3 separate regions of the Mus musculus genome follow, and regions 1 and 3 are each linked to region 2. The links are chromatin contacts, called in public promoter capture Hi-C maps. All regions are on one chromosome and are shown on one strand. Each heading gives the region's core, a stretch centred on a gene start, on an enhancer-like site or on the middle of the called end of the contact. The rest is flanking DNA. Distances are from core to core; before and after follow the strand shown. Region 1 overlaps Wwp2 (WW domain containing E3 ubiquitin protein ligase 2). Region 2 holds the start of Tmed6 (transmembrane p24 trafficking protein 6). Region 3 holds the start of Nob1 (NIN1/RPN12 binding protein 1 homolog).

Region 1 (2,700 bases), core at 189-2,688, 400 kb before region 2:
ACCTTGGTCCCTCAGCCACACACGGTGAGAGGAGAGAGCACAATCCTGAAAGATGCCCTCTAACTTCCACACAAGTCCACATGAACATCCACACAGAGGAAATAGACAGAGAATTAAATAAATGTTTTTTGTTTTTTCTTTTTTTTTTTTTAATAAGAAAGGAAGAGAGAGAGAGGAAGAAAAGGGAAAAAGTTCGTGTTTGGGAGATGGCTCAGTGGTTAAGAGCACTGACTGCTTTTCCAGAGGTCCTGAGTTCAAATCCCAGCAACCACGTGGTGGCTCACGATCATCGGATCTGATGCACTCTTCTGTTATGCTCATGCAGATATATATGTAGACAGAGCACTCACATGCATAAAACACATAAATAATTTAAAACAAAACAAAACAAAACAGGTCCTTCCAGAGAACCTGAGAGTTCAGTTCCCAGAACCTAAGTCAGGCAACTTACAGCTGCTTGTTAACTCCAGCTCCAAGGGACCCAATGTCCTCTTCTGATCTGAGGGAGCCCACACAAGTACATATACTTACACAGACACACATACGCACAGAGGGAAAATAGTAAAAATAATCTTAGAAGAAAGTAAAGCCTGTTTGGACATGGTGGCACGCGCCTTCAATCCCAGCACTCAGGAAGGAGAGGCAGGAGGATCACTGCGAGCTTGAAGCTAACTAGCTCTACAGAGTGAGTTCCAGGACAGCCAGGAGACCCTGTCTCAAAAACAAAACAAAATAAAAATAAAGAGAAAAAAACCACTGAGGAACCAGAGAAGTTCTTGAGAACTCTGAGACAGCCATGTCCAGTCTGGGCCCGACCCTGCGTCTGACAAAAGCTCAGAGACACAGGGGACCCAGAGAGGACCACCATGGCTGGGGCTGCCCCAGAACAAACTCCACTGGGTAAGAAACCCACTGCACAAGGTGCTGTGAGGTCAGGGACTGACATTATTTTCACTAGTTAGCTTTAACAGGTCTCAAAGTGAAGCTCAGAGCCAAACCTGGTTTCTTAAAACCAGGACCACGAGACACCACTCCCGGTTCTGACTCTGCAGTCTGCTGACCTGAGGATCTCCTTTTTAATAGGACGTTCTGGTCCCAGGAGCTGCTTTAAAAATCTATGGGTTGAGCCTGGTGGCACACACCTGTCATCCCAGCACTTGAAAAGATGAAGTCAAAGGATCGATCATACAAATTCCAACCAACCCAGGCTACACAGTGAGTTCACAGCCAGCCTAAACTAATGAGTAAAGATGTCTGAAAAACCAACTAACCAACAAACAGGAGCTGCCTGGACCTACTAGTACATAGCTGTTATTCACCCTGGAGGAAGGAGCAACAGAAAATAAAGTTTTTAAAGCCACCATGGGCTATGAGATGCTCGTCAGAACAACAAGAGGAAGAAAGAAACAAGGGCTGGGTGGAGTTCAGGGCCAAAGTACTGGCCTAGTGTGTACAAAGCCCTGGACTCCAACCTCAGCCCGGGAACAAAGCAGGGGCTACTGATCCAATGCCATTTCTTTCCTGGTATTTATTTATCTGCCCATTTACTGAGACAGAGAACTTGCTATGAAGCCAAGGCGTGTCAGCGGCCACTTTATGAGGCGCTAGAGATTGAACCCACATGTGTCAGGTAAACACTACCAACTAAGCTACACACTAGCCTCTATTCTGATTTTAATTTTTGATTTAATTTTTTTTTTACTTTATATGTATATGTTTTGCTGTATACATATCTGTGTGCTACATGTATATAATGTCCAGGGAGTCCAGAAAAGTGTGATAGACACCCTGAGATTGCAGCTAGAGAAGGTTGTGAGCTACCATACTGGTGCTGGGAACTGAACCCAGGTCCTCTGGAAGAGGATCCAGTGCTCCTAACCACTGAGCCAGTTCTCCTGCTCTGCCTTTTCTGATTTTAAAGAAATCAGGTTCATCATAAACTGAATGTTATTGTTTCTGGATGAGTTTGAGTTTTTTGTTCTATTTGTTTTGGCTTTTTGAGTTAGGCTCTCATTGTGTAACCTTGGCTGGCCTAGAATGTATGTACTCTGTAGACCAAGATCAAACCTGAAGTGATCCTTCTGCCTCTGTCTCCATTGTGCCACAATTACAGGCATGTGGCACCACACCTGACCCACGATTATATATAAGCAAATATATGGGGTGGGGCTATGCCCAAAGGGCATCAGAGGGGCCTGGAAACACCTCAGCAGGTAAAGGACTTGCCACCCAAACTAGAGGGCAATCCCTGAAGCCCAGGAGGTGGGAGAAGAGAAATAACTCCCTTAAATTGTCTGCTGATCGGCATAGATTCTCTGTGACCAGACTGCATGGATACACTTACAAACATGCACACAATAAAAGGAAATAAATTTAGGGGGGCTGGAGAGATGGCTCAGTGGCTAAGAACACTAACTGTTCTTCCAGAGGTCCTGAGTTCAATTCCCAGCAACCACATGGTGGTTCACAACCAACTGTAATGAGATCCGACACTCTTCTGGTATGTCTGAAGATAGCAACAGTGTACTTACATATAACAATAAATAAGTCTTTAAATTTTTTAAGGGGTAAAAATGCATGCTAGGTTCATAGATCAGTGTTAGATGCTTACTTAGCAAGCTTAAGGCCAAGAGTTCTATCTCCAGTACTGAGAAGAACTGGGGGGACTCCAATATGCAATACGCAAGCCAAGTATAATCC
Region 2 (2,700 bases), core at 127-2,626:
CCAACTAAGCAAACAGTACCACCAACTGGAGACCAAGCATCAAGTACCTGAGACTGCCAGCAGCATTTATTACCCAGACCGTCATAGACTTCCTGAAATAAAAATGTTAGCCTCTTGGGCTAATGCTGACCCGGCTTGGGTCTACACTGTGAAATCCTATTTTACCTGCTACACACTCACACACAGTTACAGGAGTTAGAGTTTGTAAACCAACAACTTGAGAAACCGTCTTAGAACGTGAGGACTCCAGCTTCGCCAACTATTCCCATGGGACCAGGAATATATAATGGTTTTATAGAGGATTTTGGATAGTTTTTCCCTCTCTGTGGGTGCCAAAGAAGTCACGAGTAGAAGAAGAGATGGAAGGTCTCAGGGTTTGGAGAAACTCCAGAGCTTTCCAATCAGGCAGGAGAGAGTCAGAGGAGGGGTGGACCACCTTGTTCACCCTTAGCTTGGGTTTCTACCGCTGTGATAAACACCATGACCAAAAGCTCCTTGGGGAGGAAAGGGTTTAATTTGGCTTCGGCTTCCACATCACAGCTCATCAATGAAGGAAGCCAGGACACGAACTCAATGCAGGACGTGGACCTGCAGGAAGGAGCTGATGCAGAGGATGTGGAGCACTGCTGCTGTTTATGAGCCCTTTCTCCAGTTCTTGCTCTGTCTTCTTATAGAGACCAGGACCAGCAGCCTGTGAGTGGCCCCACCCACAGCGCAGTGGGTGGACCAGCAGCCTGTGAGTGGCCCCACCCACAGCGCAGTGGGCCCTCCCCCATCAATCACTAACCCCATCAATTCCCTACGGGCTTGCCTGGAGCCTGATTTTATGGAGGCGTTTTCTCAAATGAGGCTCCCTCATCTCAGATGAGTATAGCTTGTATCAAGTTGACATAAAAGCAGCCGGCACTACTTCTTCGTACACTAAAATGTTTATGTAGCTGGGTGTGGTGGGCAATGTCTTTGATCTCAGCACCCAGAGGCAGGCAGATTTCTGAGTTCAAGACCAGCCTGGAGAGAGGCTCAGTGGTTAAGAGCACTGGCTGCTCTTCTGGAGGTCCTGGGTGCTGGGAATTGAACCCACATGGCGCCTCACAACCCTCTATAACTGTAGTCCCATGGGGTTCGATGCCCTCTTCTGGCATGCAGGTGTACACATAGACAAAGCACCAGTATACATGAAAGAAATATTTAAAGAACAGTGTGGTTACATAGGAGACCCTGCACTGCACCAACGGAGGGGGGGGGGGGCATTGTGGTGCATGGCACCTGTATTACAGAAGATCTACAATGGCTCTGAAACTGGTCCTAAGTGTGGCGTGTGGGGTTAATGATTAGCTGGCTGCTTGGCTGACTTCCTTTCCACGGGATTGTGAGCAGCTCACCTGCAGAAGAACCCACAGAAGGCAGCATGTTCCCTTTGCTCCTCGTGGCTGAGCTGGTAGTTCTGAGCCTCGTGACTTCTGTTAAGAGCCAGGAGACAGATCCCCTACACGGCTCCAAGGACCAGCCACTCTTCCGTGGAGCTGATCGGAATGACTTTGCCATCGTGGTCTCTCCAGGAGCCATCGAATGTTTCTGGCAATTTGCTGACCAGATGGGATACCTCTACTTCAGCTACGAGGTGCGTGGAGGCCTCTGGCCATACCTTTTATAAAGTGAGCCAGGCTTTTGATGAAGCCAAGGTCTGGTTCTCTATGAGGCTGTGGCTGCCACTTGTGAATCAAGTGGACCTTCAGTTAGAGAGCAACTCTGGGTGAGACTTGGATGAACAGCCAGCAACGGGAGCTAAAGCATATGGCTTGGTCTAGAACTGGAAGCTACAGAAGTGTGTTCCAATCCAATGGACAAGAGAGGCAACCTTTAGCTTTCCTCGGATATGAGGAAAGACAACACGTGCTAAAATAGTCACATAATTGTGGGGCACACACCTTTAATCCCAGAACTCAGGAAGCAGAGGCAGGGGGATCTCTAAATTCAAGGTCAGCTTGGTCTACAGAGTGAGTTCCAGGACAGTCAGGGCTACACAGAGAAACTTGTCAATAAAGAAGAAACGAGCCTGGCAGTGGTGGCACACACCTTTAGTCCCAGCCCTTGGGAGGCAGAGGCAGGCAGATTTCTGAGTTCGAGGCCAGTCTGGTCTACAAAGTGAGTTCCAGGACAGCCAGGGCTATACAGAAAAACCCTGTCTTGAAAGAAAAAAAAAAAAAAAAGAAAAAAAAAACAGAAAAAAAGAAAAAGAAAGAAGAAACAAGAGAGAGACAGAAAAGGGTCCCATAATAGATTTTAAGTGAAATCACTTGAGTTCATGGGGTGAGATAAGGTCAGACCTCCTGCATGTGCTAATCCTAACAACCTGTAGAATAACCGGCTCAAAGCTTTGTCTATGCACCCAGACAATTCTGTTCCTCTTTGGAAGGTGCCTATCCCTTGGGCAAGTACACCCAAAGGGGCTTAGGCCACCAAGGACCTTAATATTAAAGTTAGAGGTAACTTTGGTTTTTTTGTTGGTTTTTTGTTTTTAGGTTGTGGGGGCTCTTGGGGAGACAGGATCTCATGTAGCCCAGGCACTGGCCTCAAACAAGATACAGCATCAGTCCTTGCTGGTTTGTTTTGTTTGTTTGTTTGTTTGTTCTTTCTGTAGACCAGGCTGGTCTCAAACTCAGAAATCCTCCTGCCTCTGCCTCCCAAGGGCTGGAATTA
Region 3 (2,700 bases), core at 198-2,697, 360 kb before region 2:
CAAGGCAAAAAGGAGAGAATTGGATGAAGAGTGAGAAGCCAGGGAGAAGGCAAAGAATCACCAAAACCAGCTAAATCCTGAAAGAAGCTACAGTAGGCAGTGTCAGCTCCTGCAGAGGAGTGGAGCTAGCTGAGAAAGGATTCCAAAACACTGAGAAAATTTTCCATAAAGTTGGATAGTCTTCAACTGGGGTCTTATTTCAGAACAGGCAGCACTGTTGGAAGCTAGAGATTGGAGCGATTGAGGGGTAGGAAGATTGGTGATATAAAATATTTGGGGATTAGGTTTGGTGGTCACAACTTTAATCCCAGAGCAAGAGAGGTAGAAGGAGGCAGATCTCTGAGTTCAAGGACAGCCAGGGCTATGAAGAGGCAGCAAGTTGCATCTTTACCTGCCTAGCCTGAGAACCTGTATTCCATAGCAGTCTCTCTCTCTTTTTTTTTTTTTTTTTTTTTTTTTTTTTGTTTTGTTTTTCGAGACAGGGTTTCTCTGTGTAGCCCTGGCTGTCCTGGACCTCACTTTGTAGACCAGGCTGGCCTCGAACTCAGAAATCCGCCTGCCTCTGCCTCCCCAGTGCTGGGATTAAAGGCGTGCGCCACCACGCCCGGCCCCCATAGCAGTCTCTTAGCAGAAGGAGATAACTGACTCCTGTGGTTGTCTTCCAGCCCCCACAGGAGCACCTGGAATGCTCCCCCACCCCACCCCCCGTGTAATTTAAGATGTTTGGGGATGCAGAAAATATTTAAGTCAGACGAAGGTACCATCCCGGCACTGAAGGGTTTTTGATACGGGACAGATGAGTAAATGAAAGCAGTTGCTAAAGGCTCAGATCAGCGTTGCCAGCATGTAGTAGCCCAGATCTCCTAATCCCAGAATTGAAAGGAAAATCGGAAGTCATTAATAGTCATTACTACCCCTTCTGTTCGATTTTCTAGAAAATCATGTGCCTTGCTTAGGGAGATGGGGCAAAGGTATAAAGTAATACAGCCATTGTCCCAAGATATTCAAATAAAGTAGGACTGCGTGGCTGTATAACACAACGGATTTTAAAAAGTGGTTTCAAGTCAGTTCGGAGGTTATCTGGCCAAGTCAGCTTGGCTTCCTTGCTTGTAAAATCGAATATACCCTACTGATTTGTTGTGATTTGTTGTTTCTAGCTACTGACTTTCAACCATATGCCATATCTACAGGTTTTTCCTTTAAAAGTAAAGAAAGTTCTATGAATTCCGAGGACGATTACTTAAGGAGTCCCTCAACTTTAATCATGCACATAGCCCCCCAGGCAGGGCAAGCGGCGCGGCTGTGTATGCGCGCAGTCCTGAAGGGGTGGCCGGTGGCCGCTAGGGGGCGCCGCGAAATCGCAGCAGCTGTTCCTCCGGTCTGAGGAAGACTACTGTGCAAACCCAAGAACGGCGCAGGCTCCATACGCATGCGCGGTCTGTCCTTGACAGCCAACATGGCGCCGGTGGAGCACGTTGTGGCTGATGCCGGAGCTTTCTTGAGGGACGCGCCTCTGCAGGTACTGGGGATCCCGCCGCGGGGCCTGGGCTTGAGGCCCTCCAGGGATGCGTGTGGGGTCAGGCGAGCGGGATAACTGGGCCGGTCTGTCCCCAGGACATCGGGAAGAACATCTACACCATCCGGGAGGTGGTGCGAGAGATTCGCGACAAGGCCACGCGCAGGCGGCTGGCAGTGCTGCCCTACCAGCTTCGGTTCAAGGAGCCTCTCCCAGAGTACGTGCGGCTGGGTGAGTGAGTGCCCCGGCCCAGCCTTGTGGCAGACAGACCCGCCCCGATCGGTAGCAGGCAGCGTTTGTTTTAGAGACAGTCGGTTCAGCCTGGCTTTAATAGTGCCAGCCGTGCGCTCCACGGTGTATCACAGGCTTTAAGCTTTATCGTGAAAATAGTAATAATATCTGCCTCCCCTCCGCGAGGACTGAAGACCATGCGGATATACCTCTTGGAGAAGTGTCTAGCAAATTGGACACATGAGGTAAAGTTGTGTAGACTCCTAAGACTCAGTGCGAGAGCGCTCTACAAGTATACAGAAGGCTCTGGGTGAATTACAAATAGAGAACCTAGATCTGTGGTCCTGTGTGTAGGGTGATTATAGTTTCCAGTGGAGGCAACCTCAACTCAGAAAAAGGCATGCAGGCTGGGCGTGGTGGCGCACACCTTTAACTCCAGCACTTGGGAAGCAGAGGCAGGCGGATTTCTTCTGAGTTTGAGGCCAGCCTGGTCTACAGAGTGAGTTCCAGGACAGCAAGGGCTACACAGAGAAACCCTGTCTCGAAAATAACAAAAATAAATAAAGAAAGAAAAGAAAAAGGCACACGATATAGACAGTGGTGCAGTCTTCGTCCCGGGGAGATAGGTTTCAGGGTCATGGGTCCCAGGCCAGCCTGAGCTAGGTAGTGAGACTGTCATATTAAAAATAAAAGGGGATTGGGCCCAGTGTGATGTCACATGTTTTTAGTCCAAGCCCTCTGAAGTCAGAGGTTCCAAGCAAGCCAGGGCTATATATGTAGTGAGATCTCATCTCAAAAATAACAAATTTTAAAAAGGAAAGGGGATGTGTTTAGGGCTTGCATTAGTTCTGAAAAAAAAAAAAAATAGCTGCCTAGGGGTCATCGTCCTCTTCAGGAATCCAGGTTAGTAGGGAGTGGAGGCGTCACTGAGGCAGATGGTGGTCAGGGCTCTA

What was found. Promoter capture Hi-C pulls out the DNA fragments that hold promoters and counts their contacts. Capture Hi-C pulls out chosen DNA fragments and counts their contacts.
Region 1: a promoter capture Hi-C map of liver shows a contact between it and region 2, with 3 times the contacts expected there. The contact joins the enhancer-like site here to the promoter of Tmed6 in region 2. A contact is called at or near these places in 2 of 39 promoter capture datasets (fetal liver and liver) and 4 of 9 other capture datasets (adipose tissue, embryonic stem cells, liver and 1 more).
Region 3: a contact with region 2 is called in a promoter capture Hi-C map of liver. The contact joins the promoter of Nob1 here to the promoter of Tmed6 in region 2. A contact is called at or near these places in 13 of 39 promoter capture datasets (the 3T3-L1 cell line, the C10 cell line, the HPC-7 cell line and 9 more), 1 of 15 datasets of contacts at CTCF or cohesin (embryonic stem cells), 4 of 484 Hi-C or Micro-C datasets (Th17 cells, embryonic stem cells, erythroblasts and 1 more), 20 of 115 datasets of contacts at active chromatin or transcription factors (the 230-238 cell line, the NIH/3T3 cell line, T-cell acute lymphoblastic leukemia and 10 more) and 4 of 9 other capture datasets (adipose tissue, embryonic stem cells, liver and 1 more).

Annotation. Positions count from the first base shown.
Region 1 is chr8:107,461,394-107,464,093 of GRCm38.p6, reverse strand. The region is part of intron 4 of Wwp2 (WW domain containing E3 ubiquitin protein ligase 2); the gene reads right to left. Among named protein-coding and RNA genes, the nearest start is that of Gm39241, 13 kb to the right of the region's middle. Within about 2 kb of position 1,438, at least 10 of the 459 cell types and tissues checked have an H3K27ac peak or open chromatin away from gene starts, as enhancers often do. A contact at or near this core is called in liver, where this site is marked.
Region 2 is chr8:107,064,320-107,067,019 of GRCm38.p6, reverse strand. Tmed6 (transmembrane p24 trafficking protein 6) reads left to right here and starts at 1,376. Exons shown (of 4, transcript NM_025458.2): 1 at 1,376-1,621. The coding sequence starts at 1,409.
Region 3 is chr8:107,423,785-107,426,484 of GRCm38.p6, reverse strand. Nob1 (NIN1/RPN12 binding protein 1 homolog) reads left to right here and starts at 1,447. Exons shown (of 9, transcript NM_026277.3): 1 at 1,447-1,519; 2 at 1,615-1,747. The coding sequence starts at 1,457.